2 separate regions of the Drosophila melanogaster genome follow, and region 2 is linked to region 1. A link is a contact called in public Hi-C data. All regions are on one chromosome and are shown on one strand. The core of a region is the stretch at or near the end of the contact, and the rest is flanking DNA. Distances in the headings are between cores, read along the strand shown.

Region 1 (3,183 bases), core at 580-3,079:
AAAGCTATATCTATTTGAATATTAGGTATCTAAATTTATAATCTGGATCAAGAACTCATTTAAGTATAACCACGGAGTTATTAGCGCGTTCTTCTTAGGCGGAGCTTACTGTTTAAACTATGAATTGGGCGGGAATTATATATTCAGATATGACACGACCCAAGTTGCAAGTGCAGCGGAAGTGATCCATTACGCAAGTTTAGAGCGGAAAGAGCGGTGCGATTGCTCGAAAAAAAGAGATGGCAGAGTGGAAGGTAGAAAATGAGTATTAAAACCCATGGGGGTTTTATTACAATTACAATTCTGTGACATGCCAAACGAATCCCTCGAACTGGAAACTCTCTGTTCCAACCAGAATTCTTTATTTTTGGTTTTCTTTTCCTGTTTTGGGGTTAAATCTAAATACATACAAATGGCATTATCAAAGTTTAAATAAAATACTACATTTTATAATACATAACTTAAAGGGGATATATTATATTTGATTGGCAATTATAGAAGTTCCTTGTTCTCCTAATATTACAAGTTTATCTGGTTCTTTGTGCAACAAACTCACCTTGTGGCAAAACGCGGCTGCCTCCTTGGCCACGCCTACTCCGTCCGCTGAGTGGGCGTGCGTTGATGGCGAGGTCGCGTAGACGAAGAGCGGTAGCGAGCTAAAGTTCCGTTTGTCCTGAAAGCGGCGGCTGAAGAATAACGGCTTGTGGCATCCCGCTGCAGCGGCTAGTATGTTTGTTGTTGTTGCCGTTTTCGTAACACTAGGTGTGGAAGCTACTGCTGCTGCTTCTTCTTGTCTGCGCGTATTTACTGTTGTTGTTGTTGTTGTTATGGGTGCTGCAGTTGTTGTGTTTGCTGTTGTTGCATTTGCTGGGGTCGCCATTGGCGTATCGCAATTTTCTCGTATTATCGCCGCTTCTTCCTCTTCGCTGCAAGTTGTTGTTGTCTGTGTTTGCGTTTTTGTTGTTGGCATGACTACAACTACAGCTACTATAAATCGAATATAAATATATCGACGGAGGCGTGGGCGGTGGCGGAGCTGTGGGCGTGTCCCTGCAGCTGCTGGCGTCCCTTATTGTTGTTTCTGTTGTTCTTGTTGTTATTACTTAGGACCTTGGCATTATCCTCCTCCATCTTTTTTGCTGTTCAAGAAGTCAGCGAAGTTCAGCGCTTGCCAAAACTGAATGATTAGCACTTGCACATCGTCGCGTTTATCTTGGCTTTCTTCATTATTTCTTGTTTTTCAAGTGCAAAAATATTGTACAAATTCTTGGGCCATACAAAAGTGTGAGTTCTGTGTAAAAATTCACAAAAAAATACGCACGAAGCCGATTGCGGGGGTGGGAGAGAGATGGCGATACACGAACGAGTTCAAAGGGCCGCCAAACTAGGAAAAACACGCCAACAAATCAAACAAAACACTTGCACAACCGCAATTCGATCAATGTCGAAGCAAAACAGCCACTAATATTAAGTATATTACTTAATTAACAAACACTTTTGTTTGAAATATTTTGCAGACAGTTAAAGTTAGAGCTGGAACCAAAATCGATGTTTATGCGATACTATCGATGTATAGGGTAAGAGGGCTGCATTGATTAAATTCAGCTACCGTCGATTGTTTTAACTGTTCATACTATTATAACGGCAGTTTCAGACAGCGGAAGCGCCATTTGGAGTAGTGAGAAAATAAAAAGTTAAATTAAATGAACCAGTTTATTTTGTTAAAAATATTTTCATCCTTATGATAATAAAATCTAAATACTAAAAATCTACTAACGCCTGTTATTCCCAAAAACTATCGATAGCACAACGGAAAATATCGACAAGTATCCTGAATTGGCACGTCGGCCTTGCCAGACCAGCGCTCTGGAGTGAATTTAAATTTTAAAATAACGCCCTGTCAATTCAGTTGTAGAACTCAGTAGCTAGTCGGAAAGTTTTCAAGAACTCGGATTACCAACATCTCAAAATTGCTCAGTAAAAACATTCCGGCAGCCTGCAACACGTTGGGTGTTAACAAATTTACATACAAGTTGCAAGCTTTTGGGCGCACGCACCATCGATAAGAAGGTAGTTCGAATAAAATATAACACCTCCTCGCTGCCGGTAAAACTATTTCTTCTGGCTGTTCCCGAACTAAAGTGAGTATGAAGAGTCTTGCATTGGCAATCAAATTGTAATTAACTGATTCATCCCTCACCTAAAAGGCGTTGCCACCCAATCGATCTGGCCACCCCTAGCGAAAAGGTCATATAGCTGGACTGCTCTGCTGGACTTCCGCTTCACAACACTACCACACGACACAGACACACCATTCCTCTCGCTCGGGCTTACACTTCGGTGTAACGATTGTGCTTCGTTGCGTTCTCAGCTCACTAACGGTCGTCTCTATCGCACAAACGGTCGAAAGGCCCCGCATTGATTGTGAAAAAATAATCGTCGCCGTAGTCTTCGTCGGGTCGCCGTTTTTACTTGCAGTGCGCTGGTGCTGCTTTATTTCGTGACAAGGGACACTCAACCGAAAGAGCCATATTTAAGCATCAAAGTTCTAGAGGCGCAACGCAGCTTTGTGTTTCGTTTTTCGTTCAATTCTAAGCAGGAGGATTATATATTGAATAAAACCCAATTCTGTGCGAAGAACAAAAGAAATACGCGAGACACCAACACCAGCACACAACCAACCAAACACACACACAACCAACCAAACACACACACAACCCAGAAAATCAAATTTCAATCAGAAAATGGCGTTAAAAAGAATCAATAAGGTATGTGAAAAAAGGAATATCTCAAAAAACTTTGCGAAACGGACTAAAAAAAGAAAGAACAGAACCCTTTGCGATACACCAAAATGATAGTCTAAAAAAAAAGCGAACAGACATCAGTTTTCAACGGGAGAAAAATTTTATGCAAGAAATGTGAAACGTAGGTAGTAACCGAGGAGAAGAAAGAAGAAGCGGGGGGAAAGAAGCGTGCAAGAGGGAAGGGAGAAAATGAGCTGTGGAGTTACCATTTAATTAATAAGTTAGTAATTAGGAGCAGATTAGAAATTTTGAGGGTGGTGAAAAAGGTATAAGGATGTGTGTGTGTGGTGGGCAAGGCAACGTGTAGTGCAGTCATCGCTTCCGTTACTTTTGCGAGAGTGTGGGATAAGTGTGTGTGCGATGCGTGTGCGTGAAAGTG
Region 2 (3,109 bases), core at 110-2,609, 350 kb before region 1:
ATACTTTAATCGTGCCACCACATCTCTAGGACCTTCTTACAAAATATTTCTAAATAAATTCGATAAATTATCATTAAAAGAACACTCTCTTAACTTAACGCATGCAACTAACTCGAATTTCTCTCTAATCTCCTAAAACAAACATATATTTTTAACTATATTTATATCACTCTCGAATCGTTAGAACTGCTCTGTATACCAAGTCCCTTAAGAAAAGCACTCAACCAATTCCTCAGCCCAAAAGAGGAACCCCATTTAATGAAACACCATGACTTGATTATCTAGACCAATTTATATGAGAAACTTACGGAAATATGTTTATTAAATTATGCTATTAGTATATTTTCTTATGTACATAATTTACACACATACCTAATACCATATACATATATACAAGTACTATACATATAAATATTATAATAAAATTGACCAAACAATAATCAAAATTTTAACTTGTGATATAAAAAAATGGAAAAAGTAAAAGCAAAAAAAAAATAATTATTGAAAACAAAACTTTTACATTTTCTTTGTTTAACAACAAATGTTTTAAAAGAATTATTTTATACGTTCGTTGTTGTTAGAAACGATCAACTTTTTTGTTATTGTTTATGTGTCATATCTTTTGTTGTAGTTGTTGCTGAAGTACAAGAATGCGCACTAAGTTGTAGCTTTAACTAATTATATTATGGTACACAATATGATTAAACGTTAATCAAAGTAAGCAGAAACTCAAGAATAACCCGTTTAAATATAACTAATCGATAATCCATTGTTTTCATTTTGTTTTGGATTTTCCGTTGAGACAAACACACACGTATTCTTAATAAACATAACCGTATGACATATACAAACAAGATATATACAAATATGAACTAAAATAATAATACCTATTAAGTAAAGCATAATCAAATGTACAATGTAAAACAATGTAACTGTTTATGATTTAATGAAAACAAATACAAAATGCATATGAAATTGTATGGAATAAATTCAATAAATAAAACCAAAGTAAAATAATGATAAATACAAATTCAAATTGTTATATCCGGATTTTGTGGCAATAATCTTTTGTCCGCTACTGTTTGATGCTGATTGTTGCTGGTTGCTGCGCTACTCACATTTTATGTTGCCATCCTAACATATGCAGTTGTCAGGAGCTGCCATACTGATGTAAATACATGTGCACTTGCGGACGTTTAGAAATCAAGATGGCAACTCCGTACACGTGTAAAATTTGAGATGGCAGGTCCATATAAAAATACTGTAAATACGCCAAGTGTGACCGCAACTTCGCTTCTCAATCAAATCGCCTAACGCGAAAACAAACGGAAAAAAATGACCAGCCACAGCTGAAAAACGGCATTTTATTTTGCAATCGCGGGCGGGACGGTTCAAAACAGCGCGACTCCTCGCGAGCGATTTTAGAGCATCACAATCGATCTGCTTTCCTGGCTGTCGGACGAGTTTTCGAAAAACTCGGGAAGGGATTTGGATTTGTGCTGAATACCATGTTAAATCAAAACGAATCGTAAAAGTGCGCCGTTTGATGCTCTAGTAACCGAATTAGAGAGCTACAATTACAAATCGCCAGCGGGTCGAAGTAGGGAAATGCAATTTTCGTCTTCCTGAGACCGAAAAAGAAAGAAAGCAAAAAAAGAAAAGAAACACGAAAGGCGAATGCAAAGTGCGCAAAAAGATATATGTATGTTTGTATGCAATTCGATTGCCAGGAAGACACGGAAGCAATAAAAAGTACGGGCAAAAACGCAATCGCAATCGTTACACATATTATATGTACATATATTCGCTCGGTTGGAAAGTTCTTTTGTGCAGAAAATTGAAAAACCAAACAACAAATAAATTGCTAGGCAAAAAAGGCAGCAACAGCATCCTCAAGAATCTGAATCTCGCCGCTCTCTTTCACTCTCTCGCTCGTGCCCTCTCTTTCTCTTGACGAAGGCGAAGAAAGAAGCAAAGCAAAGGCGACATAAAATTACCTAAAATCATTATTTTTCAACGTGCTGCTTGCTGTGGCATTTATGCCAAATAACTGAATCACAAAAATGGATTACAAATTCATTGTTTTCAACGCAGCGAGGGACAACAATTTGGCGCAGTTGAAGGTGAGTTTTGAACATATCGTACGCATTGCGAACTGGGGTTCAACAATTTCTCCTGCACACCTGGGCCGTCCAATTGGAAAGTTGCTAGATTCTTATTGTGATTGTTGTTAGAAATCTCAGCTGCTCAGTAAACTCGGCAGCTTATTTAGCCTTGTGACTAATCAATAAAATTCTCTCGCTCACACACACACTCGCGCACTATCGCGGCACACGCACACACACACAAGCTCTCTCCGCTAAGCCGTACACGCGCATGTGTTCCAGCGGTGCTGTTGGGCCGTCATTCGAATCTGGCTTGAAAATAGCCCAATTATGGAAAAATCTAGATTCGACTTACGTTTATTATGCAAGCGTGTGCTTTTAAGAATGATTGCAATTATGGCTAACCTAATGACCTATCTCCTCAGATTTCGTTGATGATGGGCTTCTGAAAGACCATGAAATAGCATAAAAGACCTACCCAAGTGCGCTAACCTTACATACCTTTGTATTTGTACAACCATTATTGCAACATGAGGAGTGTGATAAGAATATTATATTATATTTCTTGTGTTCCAATAGTTTAGAATGCGAAGTGTGGTTTGTTTGCTGACTTGTAAAATTTCCGCTGATTTTTAAAAACAATGCTAGCATAGTTTATCGATCGCCCAGCTAGAATCTAGCTAAATGCGCCGCACCCCCGCAAGACAATAACAAATACATATGTTCGGTCTGGCTGGTGTGCTGGTGGGCGTATTGGATTCGAAACTTTTGCTTGCGACTGCAAGACTTACGAACGAACACACTCTTTGCATAACCAAAGTTCTTGGGCTCGAGCTTGAGCTGTGGCTATGCCTTTGTCTGGCATCCATGTGTGCCATCTATTGAAGCCAAAGGGGCAGCTTGACATTGGCACACACCGCCACCAAATGGAAGCCCGTGCACTTAGCAACGCAACTGCAACTGCCACAGCGACTGGCTGCAATTGGCGCTGTTGCATTGTCCCC

What was found. Hi-C and Micro-C count contacts between places; a contact is called where the count stands out from the background.
Region 2: a Hi-C map of the S2 cell line shows a contact between it and region 1, with 9 times the contacts expected there. A contact is called at or near these places in 8 of 107 Hi-C or Micro-C datasets (the D17-c3 cell line, the Kc167 cell line, the S2 cell line and 3 more) and 1 of 7 datasets of targeted methods (the Kc167 cell line).

What each region holds. Positions count from the first base shown.
Region 1 is chr3R:14,739,965-14,743,147 of dm6, reverse strand. eff (effete) reads left to right here and starts at 1,829. Exons shown (of 6, transcript NM_169601.2): 1 at 1,829-2,141; 2 at 2,208-2,768. The coding sequence starts at 2,745. It overlaps jvl (javelin-like), which reads right to left and starts at 1,566. Exons shown (of 6, transcript NM_142132.4): 1 at 557-1,566. The coding sequence starts at 970.
Region 2 is chr3R:15,093,881-15,096,989 of dm6, reverse strand. It overlaps CG6966, which reads left to right and starts at 1,359. Exons shown (of 5, transcript NM_001300404.1): 1 at 1,359-2,123. The coding sequence starts at 2,064. CG42788 reads left to right here. Exons shown (of 10, transcript NM_169609.4): 10 at 1-1,033.